4 separate regions of the Sus scrofa genome follow, and regions 1, 2 and 3 are each linked to region 4. The links are chromatin contacts, called in public HiChIP or PLAC-seq maps. All regions are on one chromosome and are shown on one strand. The core of a region is the stretch at or near the end of the contact, and the rest is flanking DNA. Distances in the headings are between cores, read along the strand shown. Region 1 holds the start of ZCCHC14 (zinc finger CCHC domain-containing protein 14). Region 2 overlaps LOC106510444 (a long non-coding RNA gene). Region 3 holds the start of BANP (BTG3 associated nuclear protein). Region 4 holds the start of KLHDC4 (kelch domain containing 4).

What was found. HiChIP or PLAC-seq counts read pairs in DNA pulled down with a chosen protein or histone mark.
Region 1: a contact with region 4 is called in an H3K27ac HiChIP or PLAC-seq map of alveolar macrophages. The contact joins the promoter of ZCCHC14 here to the promoter of KLHDC4 in region 4. A contact is called at or near these places in 1 of 47 Hi-C or Micro-C datasets (liver) and 1 of 2 datasets of contacts at active chromatin or transcription factors (alveolar macrophages).
Region 2: a contact with region 4 is called in an H3K27ac HiChIP or PLAC-seq map of alveolar macrophages. The contact joins the enhancer-like site here to the promoter of KLHDC4 in region 4. A contact is called at or near these places in 2 of 5 promoter capture datasets (fetal skeletal muscle and liver), 17 of 47 Hi-C or Micro-C datasets (alveolar macrophages, brain, embryonic fibroblasts and 10 more) and 2 of 2 datasets of contacts at active chromatin or transcription factors (alveolar macrophages and skeletal muscle).
Region 3: an H3K27ac HiChIP or PLAC-seq map of alveolar macrophages shows a contact between it and region 4. The contact joins the promoter of BANP here to the promoter of KLHDC4 in region 4. A contact is called at or near these places in 1 of 47 Hi-C or Micro-C datasets (blood) and 1 of 2 datasets of contacts at active chromatin or transcription factors (alveolar macrophages).

The regions. Positions count from the first base shown.
Region 1 is chr6:1,848,608-1,851,313 of Sscrofa11.1, reverse strand. ZCCHC14 (zinc finger CCHC domain-containing protein 14) reads right to left here and starts at 1,340. Exons shown (of 12, transcript XM_005664297.2): 1 at 697-1,340. The coding sequence starts at 1,266.
Region 2 is chr6:1,786,797-1,789,496 of Sscrofa11.1, reverse strand. The region is part of intron 2 of LOC106510444 (a long non-coding RNA gene); the gene reads left to right. Among named protein-coding and RNA genes, the nearest start is that of JPH3, 21 kb to the right of the region's middle. Within about 2 kb of position 1,331, at least 27 of the 83 cell types and tissues checked have an H3K27ac peak or open chromatin away from gene starts, as enhancers often do. A contact at or near this core is called in alveolar macrophages, retroperitoneal adipose tissue and subcutaneous adipose tissue, where this site is marked.
Region 3 is chr6:1,494,180-1,496,879 of Sscrofa11.1, reverse strand. It overlaps BANP (BTG3 associated nuclear protein), which reads left to right and starts at 1,396. Exons shown (of 14, transcript NM_001244650.1): 1 at 1,396-1,476. It overlaps CA5A (carbonic anhydrase 5A, mitochondrial), which reads right to left and starts at 1,265. Exons shown (of 9, transcript XM_021093673.1): 1 at 1,148-1,265.
Region 4 is chr6:1,625,722-1,628,421 of Sscrofa11.1, reverse strand. It overlaps KLHDC4 (kelch domain containing 4), which reads right to left and starts at 1,368. Exons shown (of 12, transcript NM_001243840.1): 1 at 1,189-1,368. The coding sequence starts at 1,287.

The DNA of each region.
Region 1 (2,706 bases), core at 91-2,590, 220 kb before region 4:
TGTTTTTTTAGTAGCCTGGTTTTCAAACACACACAATATAAACACGGATATGCATACACCTTCGTAAAAATATACATACATACGTGCACACACACAGATCCATCCACAATGCATATTAATTCAAGCACACGTGGACTCATGCACACGCACACACTGACACACGTGCACACGGCGGTCTGCAGCCGACGCCGACCCCAGCCTCGCGCCCCTGACACCAGCCCCGAGCCTGCCGGGGAAACGGGCATCTAGGCCTTGGGGGTCCCCGCGTGGCGCCCCGCCGCTGTCTTCTAAGGTTCAGTGCCCTCTAATCTCCAGCTCGCTAGCAGCTTCCTTTTCCGATAATAAACACCAGATTTGGAAATACCAAGGCGACACAATGTGTAACGGTTATCTGTCGCCCAAGAGCCCGATTAAGGGGACAAAGGCCTTATCTCGCTTCCAGCGGAAGAGGTGTACCAAGGGCTCGGACAGGCCGCGAACGCCCGGGGCGTTCTTCCCCCGACCGCGGAGCCCCCTCCCCCGGCTCGACGGGCCCCAAAGGGGCGCGGGGTGCCCGGCGGGGTCTCGGGGTTCGCGTTTAGCGTGCGAGGTGGGGACAGGCGTTGAGGCGCGGGGCACCGAGTGACATGCGAGGTGGGAGGCTGGGCCGGCCGGGAGATGGCTGGCTGGGTGGAAGCTTGGGACGCGGGCACGCACCTTGTGGCAGGCCGGGCAGGTGGGCAGCGCGCTCTTGCCCCCGGGGCCACCGCCGCCACTGCCGCCGCCGCCGCCGCTCAGGCTGCTCTGGATCTGCGTGAGCTCCTGGCGCAGCACCTGCTTCTGGTGGAAGCTGAAGGCCGGGTGGTTGGAGGCCATGGTGAAGAGCAGCAGGAACTCATCGCCCGTGCGGCCCTCGTTGAGCTGCAGCCCGTAGTTGTGGATGATGGAGTCGATGTGCGTGAGCGTGCGGTAGAGCACGCCCGCCGCCTCGCGCTGCTCCGAGCCCAGCAGCGCCAGCGACACCAGCAGCTTGCTGCGCACCACCTCGTCCGTCAGGTTGGTGAGACTGCCCAGGTCGGCCGGGTTGTTGGCCTTGATCTCTGAGTCGCGCAGCGAGTGGTAGTCCTTGCGGGCCAGGTCCTCGAGGCACGAGCCGAGGAAGCGCAGCTCGAGCGGGATGCACAGGTCCAGCAGGCCGCACAGGAACTCCACGCGCTGCGGCGACGGCAGCTCCGAGAACCAGCGGTACACGCCGTCCCTCTGCAGCGGGCAGCGCTTCTCCACCATGCTGCCGCCCGCGCCGCGCCGCCACGCGGGGCCGGGGGCCGCCGCCCGGGGCCGAGGCCGGGGCCGGGGGCGCGGGCGGGGGCGGGGGGGGCGCGGCCGGGCGAGGGCGAGGGCGGCCGGGCGCTGCGGGCCGCGCCGGGGCCGGGGCCCGGGCCGGGGACGGGAACGGGGGCGCGCGGCGCGGGCGAGACCCCCGCCAGGGGCCGGCGGGCGGGCGCGCGCGGGGCGCCGGGGGGGCCCGGGGCGGCCGGGGCGGCCGGGGGCGGCGAGCGACCTCGGGCCCCCCGCTCACGGGCGGGCTCCTGGCCCGCGCCCGTCCCCGGCGGCGGCCGGTGCGCGGCGGCGGCGGCGGCGGCTGCTCCTCGTCGTCGTCGTCGTCGCCCGGGAGGCGGCCGCCCCCATCTCCCCCCGCGCCGCAGGGTCTGTCACTGCGGGCCGCCCCCCGACGGAGCCGCCCGGGCCATGCCGCCGCGCCGCCGCGCTGGGCCGACGGCCGTTACCCGGGACGGAGGCCGCGGCGGGCTCGGCAGCGGCGCTCGGAGCGGGGCTCGGAAGCGGGCGGCGGCGGAGGGATCTGCGCCGGCACTCGCCGCGGCCTCGCGCCTCTGCTCCCCGCGCCGCGGACGGATCCGGGCCGAGCGCTGCGCTCGCTGCTGACGGGCGCCGGGACAAGGCGCAAGTGGGCGGGGTGGCCGCCTCTCGCGACAGCCGGGAGTCCGGGCCCGCCCCCCTCGCTGATTGGCTCAGGCTGCGTCTTCTCGGACCTTGATTGTTCCGGGTCCCCAATCCGATTCGCTCCTGCGCAGACCACGCCTCCCGGGGGCTGTCGATCACGTTGGGACCGCCCCGGCCCGCCCCTCGGCGACCGGTGGAGTCCATTGGCTGGCGGGCCGGGCGTGCGGAAAACCCGGGGCGGATTTCTGGCTGCTTTTGTTCGCGCAGATTTGCGTGGAGCATTGTTTTAGGTGAAGGCCGGCGTCCAGCTTTCCTGCTTTATTCCTGAGCGTCACAATAGGGAGGTAGCGAGTGTCTTCGAAAAGCCGCTGGAGCGGGCCTCCGGACGCCTGCGTCGCCGTCCCCGCTCGGCCTCTGCGAAGCTGTGTGACCTTGGGCGAGTGGCTTGCGCTCTCTGAGCCCCGGGCGCCTCCCGCGAAAGGGAGGGTGATGACAACCGCCCCCTGGGCCCGGTGAGAAGGTCGTGAGCTCACAGAGGCCGGGCGCCCGCACCTCTGAGTCGGCTGGCCTGCCTCAGGGTGTGACGGGAACAAGGTTTGTGCAGAAACCTCGCCCAAATGGAGCCATTAAGTCGGCCTCCTTTCAGCGGGTTACTTCCTTAGCTCAGAGAACCGAGAGACTGCAAGTACACCGGCCAGGGTCAGGGAGCAGGAGGAACGCCTCACCCCCGCATTTGCATTGGTACGGATTTGGGGATAGGCGGGG
Region 2 (2,700 bases), core at 82-2,581, 160 kb before region 4:
GCACAGCACAGCTAAGTAAAAAAATAACCGTCACCTCATCATTGTGTCTCTACAGGAGGTCAGTCTTTTGATTATTTTATTTTTGAACAACTGGTTTGGGGAAGGCATCTCGTTCTGAAATGACCTCAGACGGAGGGTAGATAAGGGTCCTTACAGGGGAAGCAAGAAGAAAAGACACAAAAACTAACATGAGTTTAGCAAGAAAATTGAATAGATTTGGCAAATCTATGGAAAACATCTGCATATGAGCCTGGGAAGGTGATAACAGTGGGGGTACCTGGGGAATGGAAGGGGGAAAATCTTTGCAAAGGCGGCCTTGGGCCTTCATGTGAAAGCGCTTGGGTCATGCTTGCACAGCCCGCCGCGCCGCCCGGCGCCTCTTCCAGGCTGGCCACCCTCCTGGCTTCTACTTCACTGATGAGTCAGGGCGCCTCAGAGCCGCTGGCTTCATGCCAGCGAGGGTCATCCTTCTGCCCAGATCGGGTTGGTTCACTTCCTCCCTGCAGAGTGGAACTGGGATGTTGCAGACTCTTCCTAGGCTTAATGTAGTTTCTCACTTTCCTACAGCAAACATATTTTCCATAATGAAACATTTAAAACAAAACAAAACAAAGCAAAACCCAGAGGGGAAAAAGAAACGCAAGGGGAATTCAAGGAATTGCAAGGGGAAGTCAAACACCAGCCACAAACACGGCACAGTCTCGGGGCTTCTGGTCCAGGGACAGCTTCAAAACGTGTAATTTCTGGCCAAGGCCAGCCTGTCTGTCGGCCAAGTCGGGGGAACATGGGCAGCTGCCACCGCAGGCGACGTCCTCCCCGGTCCCGTGATCCGCCAGGAGCCGGGGCGGGGGGTGGCGGGGGGGCGCTCCTTTGCTCCCTGGGGGCGCTGCTCCCAGGCTTTTGGGGTCCAGCCGTTTTCTTTCCCCCAAAGCAGCAGTGGGGAAGAAGGAAACCGCCCTCAGAAGAACGAATGGTCAGGCGGGAGGTGCCTTGGGCAGTGGGCACCGCCCAGCACGCTGTGGGCAGAGGCTCACTTCCTGGTGACCGTTGGCGAAAGGCCAGGGCTTGTGCAGACTCTTGGTGATGGTTCTGCGGTTTGGAGACCAGGTGGGGTCCTCCAAGTAGGTCTGAACCCACATCTGTCACCTAAGGCAATGTTAGCTGTCGGGGCGGGGGGGTCACTTCTCTCCCTGGATCCTTTGTCCCGACTGTAAAGCAAACAAAGAGACCAGATGCTTCTGGGGTTTCTTGCCCTCCCAGGCTGTGAAGAAGCCAGGACAAAAGGAAACTCGGGGGCGGGGGGTGGGGGGGGCGGGGGGAGACGTCACTCTGCTGTGTGGCTCACAAGGGAAAAAACGTTTGTTTACATTTTCAAATACAAGCCTCCCAGGCTCAGGGTGTGGGCTCAGAGGCAGGCAGTCTGGTTTTACACCCTGCCCCCCACCCCCAACTACCAGCTGTGTGGCTTCACAAAAATTGGAGCTCCCGTCGTGGCACATCGGAAATGAATCCGATTAGGAACCATGAGGTTGCAGGTTCGAGCCCTGGCCTCACTAAGTGGGTTAAGGATCCAGCAGTGCCGTGAGTTTTGGTGTAGGTCGCAGACGCGGCTTGGTTCTGGTGTTGCTGTGGCTGTGGTGTAGACTGGTGTCTACAGCTCCGATTCGGCCCTTAGTCTGGGAACTTGCACATGCTGTGGGTGCGGCCCTAAAAAGACAAAAACAAACAAACAAAAAACATTGCTTTGCTTTTCTGGGCCTCAGTTTCCTCATCTGCAAAGTGGGGATAATGGTAGGCCCTCCTTACGTGGTTGTTGTGAGGTTTGAGCAGGTAATATGTGTAAAGCTCTTAGGACAGCAAGGGGCCCCTGAGCAGTGCTCAGTAACTATTATCAGGTGTGGAACACACGCATACACGTGTGGCCCACACAGTAGAGTGTTTGTTATTCAGCAGCGAAAAGGAATGAAGGCAAACCTACCAGATGGGAGAAAATATTTGCAAATCATATATTTGATAAGGTGTTAATATCCAAAATGTATAAAGAACACATATGACTCAATATCAAAAAGCAAACAATCCAATTTAAAAATAGGGTATCTCAATAGACAGTTTCCCAAAGAGGACATGCAGGGGGCCAACAGGTACACGGACAGATGCTCAGCATCTTAACACGGCATCGTAAATCAACTGTCCTTCAATGACACTTAAAAAATAAAATAAAAGATGCTCGCCATCACCAACTATCAAGGGAATGCAGATCAAAACCACAGGGGGACGGCTGTGGTGTAGACCAGCAGCTGCAGCTCTGACGGACCCCTAGTCTGGGAACTTCCTTACGCCACAGGTGCAGCCCTAAAAAAAAAAAGTGTGGAGAAAAGGGAGTCCTTATACACTGTTGGGGGGAAAGGAAATTGGTGCAGCCACTATGGAAAAGGGTACAAAGATTTCTAAAAAAAAGTAAAAAATAGAGCTACCATACAATCCAGTAATTCCACTTCTGGACACTTGTCTGACAAACCTGAGAACACTAACCTGAAAAGACGCATGCAACCCAGTCTCAGTTTTCCAGCTCAGGTCTGGCTGCTCGCCACTTAAAAGCCAGTCCTCGAGAGGCAAGGGTTGGTAGAGAGGAAAGCTTGGCGCCCTGAGCGGCTGCCAGCAACCTGGGGAGAAGCTGAAGTGGTGTCCCCCACCAGCTCC
Region 3 (2,700 bases), core at 147-2,646, 130 kb after region 4:
AGAAGAGAAATGAAAAGCAGCGGTCAGAGTTCCCGTCGTGGCGCAGGGGTTAGCGAATCTAGCTAGGAACCATGAGGTTGTGGCTTCGATCCCTGGCCTTGCTCAGGGGGTTGATGATCCGGCGTTGCCGTGAGCTGTGGCGTAGGTCGCAGACGCGGCTCTGATCCTGCGTTGCTGTGGGTCTGGCGTAGGCCTGCGGCTACAGCTCCGATTAGACCCCTAGCCTGGGAACCTCCATGTGCCCCGGGAGCGGCCCTAGAAAAAGAGGCAAAAGGACAAAAAAAAAAAAAAAAAAAGAAAGAAAGAAAAGCAGCGGTAATACAAGCACACAAGAAAAACAATACCATTAAGCAGGAATACTATTTTTGGGAATTACCTATAGTTTGGGGATTTTTTCCCTATGGGTACCCACAATTGTGCTTTTATGCAAAATAAACATATAGATATTCATATGTCCTATGTTTATGTTCACATATAACTATGATTACATTAATACGCAACAGTCTACATATTACATATGCACATATTTATTTACCAATTACACAGAATACATATTATCATGTATAATTTTTTTTTTTCAGGGCCACACCTACAGCATACCTAAGTTCCCAGGCTAGGGATGGAATCAAAGTTGCAGCTGCTGGTCTACACCACAGCCACAGCCACAGCCACGTCAGATCCTGAATCCACTGAGTGAGGCCAGGGATCGAACCTCATCCTTATGGATACTAGTCCTGGTCGTTACTGCTGAGCCACAACAGGAACCCCTATATCACGTATAATTAATACGCACTTTTCCACGCGCGTGCACTCGAGCCTGTGGAGACCCTGAGGACGCCTAAGCATACCCCGTTACTCGGAGGAACGCCGCCACAGCGGCGGTGGGAGCGATTCCTGGACACGCCTGGGGCAGCGGGCCAGGCATCTGAACTACAAGTCCCAGCATTCCGCTTGCGGCGAGGGACGAGGGACCCGAGCGCGGGCGAGACCACAAATACCGGCAGGCTTGGCGCAGATGCAGGGACCACGAATCCCAGAATGCACTGCTCAAGGCTCGCGCAAAGCCCTCCGGGACATGTAGTCTTAGGGGTGGCTAATTCCTAGTCATTCCGCCTCAAAGAAAATGCAAATTCTTCGAACAGCCTACCGACGTGATTTCTCCGGGATTATCCGGGAGCCCGAGCGCACGACAGTGAAGTAAGCAGCCCGGGGGCCCGAACTGCGGCGGGGGAGCGGGACGCGTGCGCATGCCCGGCGGTCGTCGGCGCCGGCGAAAGCGCGCGCGGAAGGCCTCGCACGGCAGGCCCCGCCCCTGCACCCGGCGCGCCCGCCCGGGAGCCTGCGCAGACGGCGCGGGGTGGAGGGCCGTGGGGAGGGACTCGCGGCGCCTGCGCAGTGCGGCGGCTTCTCTCGCGAGGACGGACGCCATTATCGCATCTCCCCGACAAACACCACGAGAATTCCGCAGCCCACACGGTAATTGCAGCTCCCGCAGCCGGTCGCGTCTCCACCTCCCCCTTCCCGCGGGGCGAGAGCGAGAGCGAGATCTCCCCTCCTCCCTCCTCCCTGCGCCCTCCTCCGGCCGCCGCGCCCGCGCCGCCGCCGCCCCCGCCCCCGGACGCGGGGGCCCGGCCCCAACGGCCCGCCGCCCTGGGCGCCCCCGCCTCAGCCCTGCCGGCCGCCGGCCCGCCGCGCCCCGGCCCGGCCGGGCTCCCGCCGCCCCCGCGGGCCTGTCCCGGAGCCGGAGCTGGAGCCGGCGCGGCGCGGGCCTCCCTTCCGGGACCTCGTCCCGCGGTGTCCGGGCCGCGGGCCGGGCGGGGGCGCGCCGCCTCTCCTCCGGGACGCGACCTCGCCTTCGCCGGGCGGCCCCGCGGGTGGGCCGGGCGGCGGGGAGGCCGCTCCGGCGCGGGCTGCGGGAGAGCGGCTGCGGGGCAGCCGGGCCTTCCCGGGGCCGGGCCCGTAGCCGGAAGTGCGGGGGCAGGAGCCTGGGGGGCGGGCGGGTGGTCCGGCCGCGTGAGGGGCCCGAGGTGCCCGCGGTGCCGCCCGGGGGCCGCCGCCGCCGCAGTGCCCGCGCCCTGCCCCCCGCGTGCTCCGCTCCGGTTCCTTTGGTCTCGCAGTTAAAATAAGTGCGTGTTCTTGGCACGCGGGGCTCTGTCCCCGTGGGCTCTCATTTCTAGGGACGGCTGTCACTCGCGGGTCCTGTGCGGTGGCGGGGACGGCCAGCCTTTCGGCGAGCCGGGCAGGTGAGAGGGGCTGACGGAGACCCACGCAGGTCAAGGGGCCCGCCAGGACACGCAGGCCGGGGGGACGTGTCTCAACCCCACGCTCCTGAACCGCACGTACATTTAGTGCTTTGATAAGGGAACGTCCACGGGGAAAGCGTCCCTGGGAAACCTCGGCCGAGAAGCAGCAGTTCCCGGGCCGTCGTTCTGTGCCGCTGCTGGAGACTTAGCTCCGTGGTGTAAACAATAAGCCGAGGTTACCAGTTTATACGTTCTTGACTTGCTGCCTTTTTGTCACATAGAATGACTTGGCGTTTTATGTCAGATCCCATCTCTCCTCTGCCCAGAGTGCACCGTGTTCAGGAAACTCGTTTGGATCGGACCATAAGTCGGCCGATACCACCCTGTGAGCTGTTTGTGTTTTCTAGCGCTCCTAATGGCTTTTCTTTTCCCTCGCATCTTCTCTTCCCCTCGACTC
Region 4 (2,700 bases), core at 119-2,618:
ACCTTCCTCCCACCTCAAGAACAAAATGTAAGCTCCAAGGGAGCCAGACTTGTCTGCCTGCTTAGAACACACCTGCACGGCTGAGGCTCAGCAAGGATCAGCTGCAGCTTATCTGTGTGAGGAGGTCTCCAATTTCACAAGCGCAGAAACAGAATTAGAAGTTAAAGCCAATGACGATTTCTGCGCAGGGCAGGATGAGGGCCCCCCACCCCCAGGGATGCACGATCTGTCTGTGAAGGGCAGATGAGACTGAGGTGGGAAGAAGGTGAGGGACAGAGCAGGTCCGGAGAGCCGGCCGCTTTATCAGCCCCAGTGCTGAGAACACTAACGCCCACCAGGCGAGGGCAGCCAGGAAGCATCTGAGAGGAAGCCTCAAGGTGGTGTGGCTGGAGGGGCTGAACGCAGGGAGAGCGCTGGAGAGCACGTGGAGCCCACGTGATGCAGGTCTCCAGGGCAGGGGGAAGACATGGGGCTTCAAGAGGACACTGAAAGGGGGGGAGGGGGGGTCTGGGTGAAAGTCAATGAGGTATCTGAGACATGAGCTCTGTGCTGGACAGAACTCCAAGCTGTCCCCCAAGACCACCCCGCTTGGCCCCCCAGATGAGAAACAATGGGAGACAATGGGAGGTAACGCCCAACCCCATTACTGAACAGGTGAGGGAAGCGAGACATGAGCGACTTAGGAAGACATGAGTATGGGAATGTGGCCAAGAACTCTGGAATAAGGGACGTCTGGTCCAATTACAACTCCAAGCCACTGCACAGCTGTGTCACCTGTTAGCAAAACTCCCTAACGGGCTTGGTTGTGAGAGCACCCTCCTGACACACAGCAAACACCCATTAACCACTGTGAGTCGCCCCAGGTTAGGGAGCCCGAGAGTAAGGATCAATAGGGAGCGGAAAGCTCGCCTCTAAGGTCACCGCTGATCCTGCTCAGGAGGAGGGAGAGACAGGAGGAAGGGGGTTGCCAGCAACTGTTAGGGAACGTCCCGCAGTTCCACCTGCTGCCTCCACAGACGCTCCCAGCTCAGGGCTGCCGTGAGGATCTTCCACCCACTTTTAAAGACTTGGACTGACGCTTACAGAGGCGCGCCCGTTCGGCCCGGCAACGCCTGCGACCGCGGACGAAGGAGGCCAACCGAGGAGCCGGGCGGCCCGCGCGGGGGCCTGTCCGCCGGCCCCACTCACCTCCTCCTTCCGCGAGCGCTTGGACACCTTCTTCTCCATCTTGGCGGCCGTCTTCTCCGCCCCGCGGCCCTTCTTCTCCTTCTTCCCCTTCTTGCCCATCTCGCCGGGTGCGAACAAGCGCCAGGGCCGCGCCGGGACGGTAGCTGAGGAGCGGGCGGCCGGAGGCGCGCCGGAAATACGCTCTGGGGGCGGCGCGTGGAACGCCGTCACTTCCGGTCAGGCGCGCATGCGCCTCCAGGTGCGTGGGCGGGCCTGGTACCCTGGAGGGATGCTTCCGTGATTTTTGGAAATGGCTTCGGGCTGTGGGTGGCGTCCGCCTAGAAGCCGCGGGGCCGCCACCCCGTCCCCTCCGCCCGCACCCCCAGCCCTCTCCCGTCTCCCGGGACCCGGCCACGTCTGCAGGCCGGCTTCAGTGTTCACTGTATTTATGCGCGTTGTTAACCCTTGCAAAGTGACCTAGTTGGCTGACTCAGTGAATGAGCCGCGTTTTGTCCACGGCGGACCCTCACGCAAATCTGGTGATTGCTGTGGCTGCCATCTCGGAAGAAGCTCATAGGTTCTGGGATTCACAGACCCTAAGCGAAGGCACTCGCTTCTCCACGTAAAAACAAAACAGAACAAAAACACCAGGTAACTGTTAAGGGGTGAGGATGCTGTGCTCAGCAAGAAAAACAGCGCTGCCACTCCGCCTTCTAGGTGACTGTCTTCAAGTGTCCTGTGTTAGGGGACTTGTTTCTCCATCATCGACGCGGCAGGGCTAATGACACCCCCCTCCAAGGGCTGTTTTCCAAGGCTGAGAGCCCAAAACCGCCTGCCAGGATTCAACTCAAAACACCGTGGTAAATGGGAAAAGCCATATGTAGGACATGGAATGCTGTAGTTCAGACAGAGCAGAGTGAAAAACGCCTCTCCTTGCTGAGCTGTCATCTTTGGGCTTGTAATTAAGGAAAAAGAAGAAATTAAGAACAAGCACGAACATTGTGACAGGGAAAGCATAAATGAGGAAATTATCTCCTTTCCTACTATGTAGGTGAACCACCGCAAGGCTCAACCTTAAATCACTTTATGCCTTTTACCAAGGGGGAGGGGGGTGGTGGGAGTTTGGGATTAGCAGATGCAAACTATTGTATGTAGAACGGATAAACAGCAAGGTCCTCCTGTTTGGCACAAGGAACTACATGCAAAAGCCTGTAATAAACCATAATGGAAAAAAGTAAAGATATATCTGAATCACTTCTCCATACAGCAGAAATTAACACAACATTGTAAATCAACTATAATTTTTAAAGGCGCTCCCGTTGTGGCTCGGTGGGTTAAGAACCCAACTAGTATCCATTAAGGTGTAGGTTCGATCCCTGGCCTCGCTCAGTGGGTTAAGGATCCAGTGTTGCCACACGCTGCAGCATAGGTCCCAGGTGGTGCTCAGATTTGACGTTGCTGTGGCTGTGGTGTAGGATGGCAGCTGCAGCTCTGATTCGACCCCTAGCCTGGGAATTTCATATGCTGCAGGTG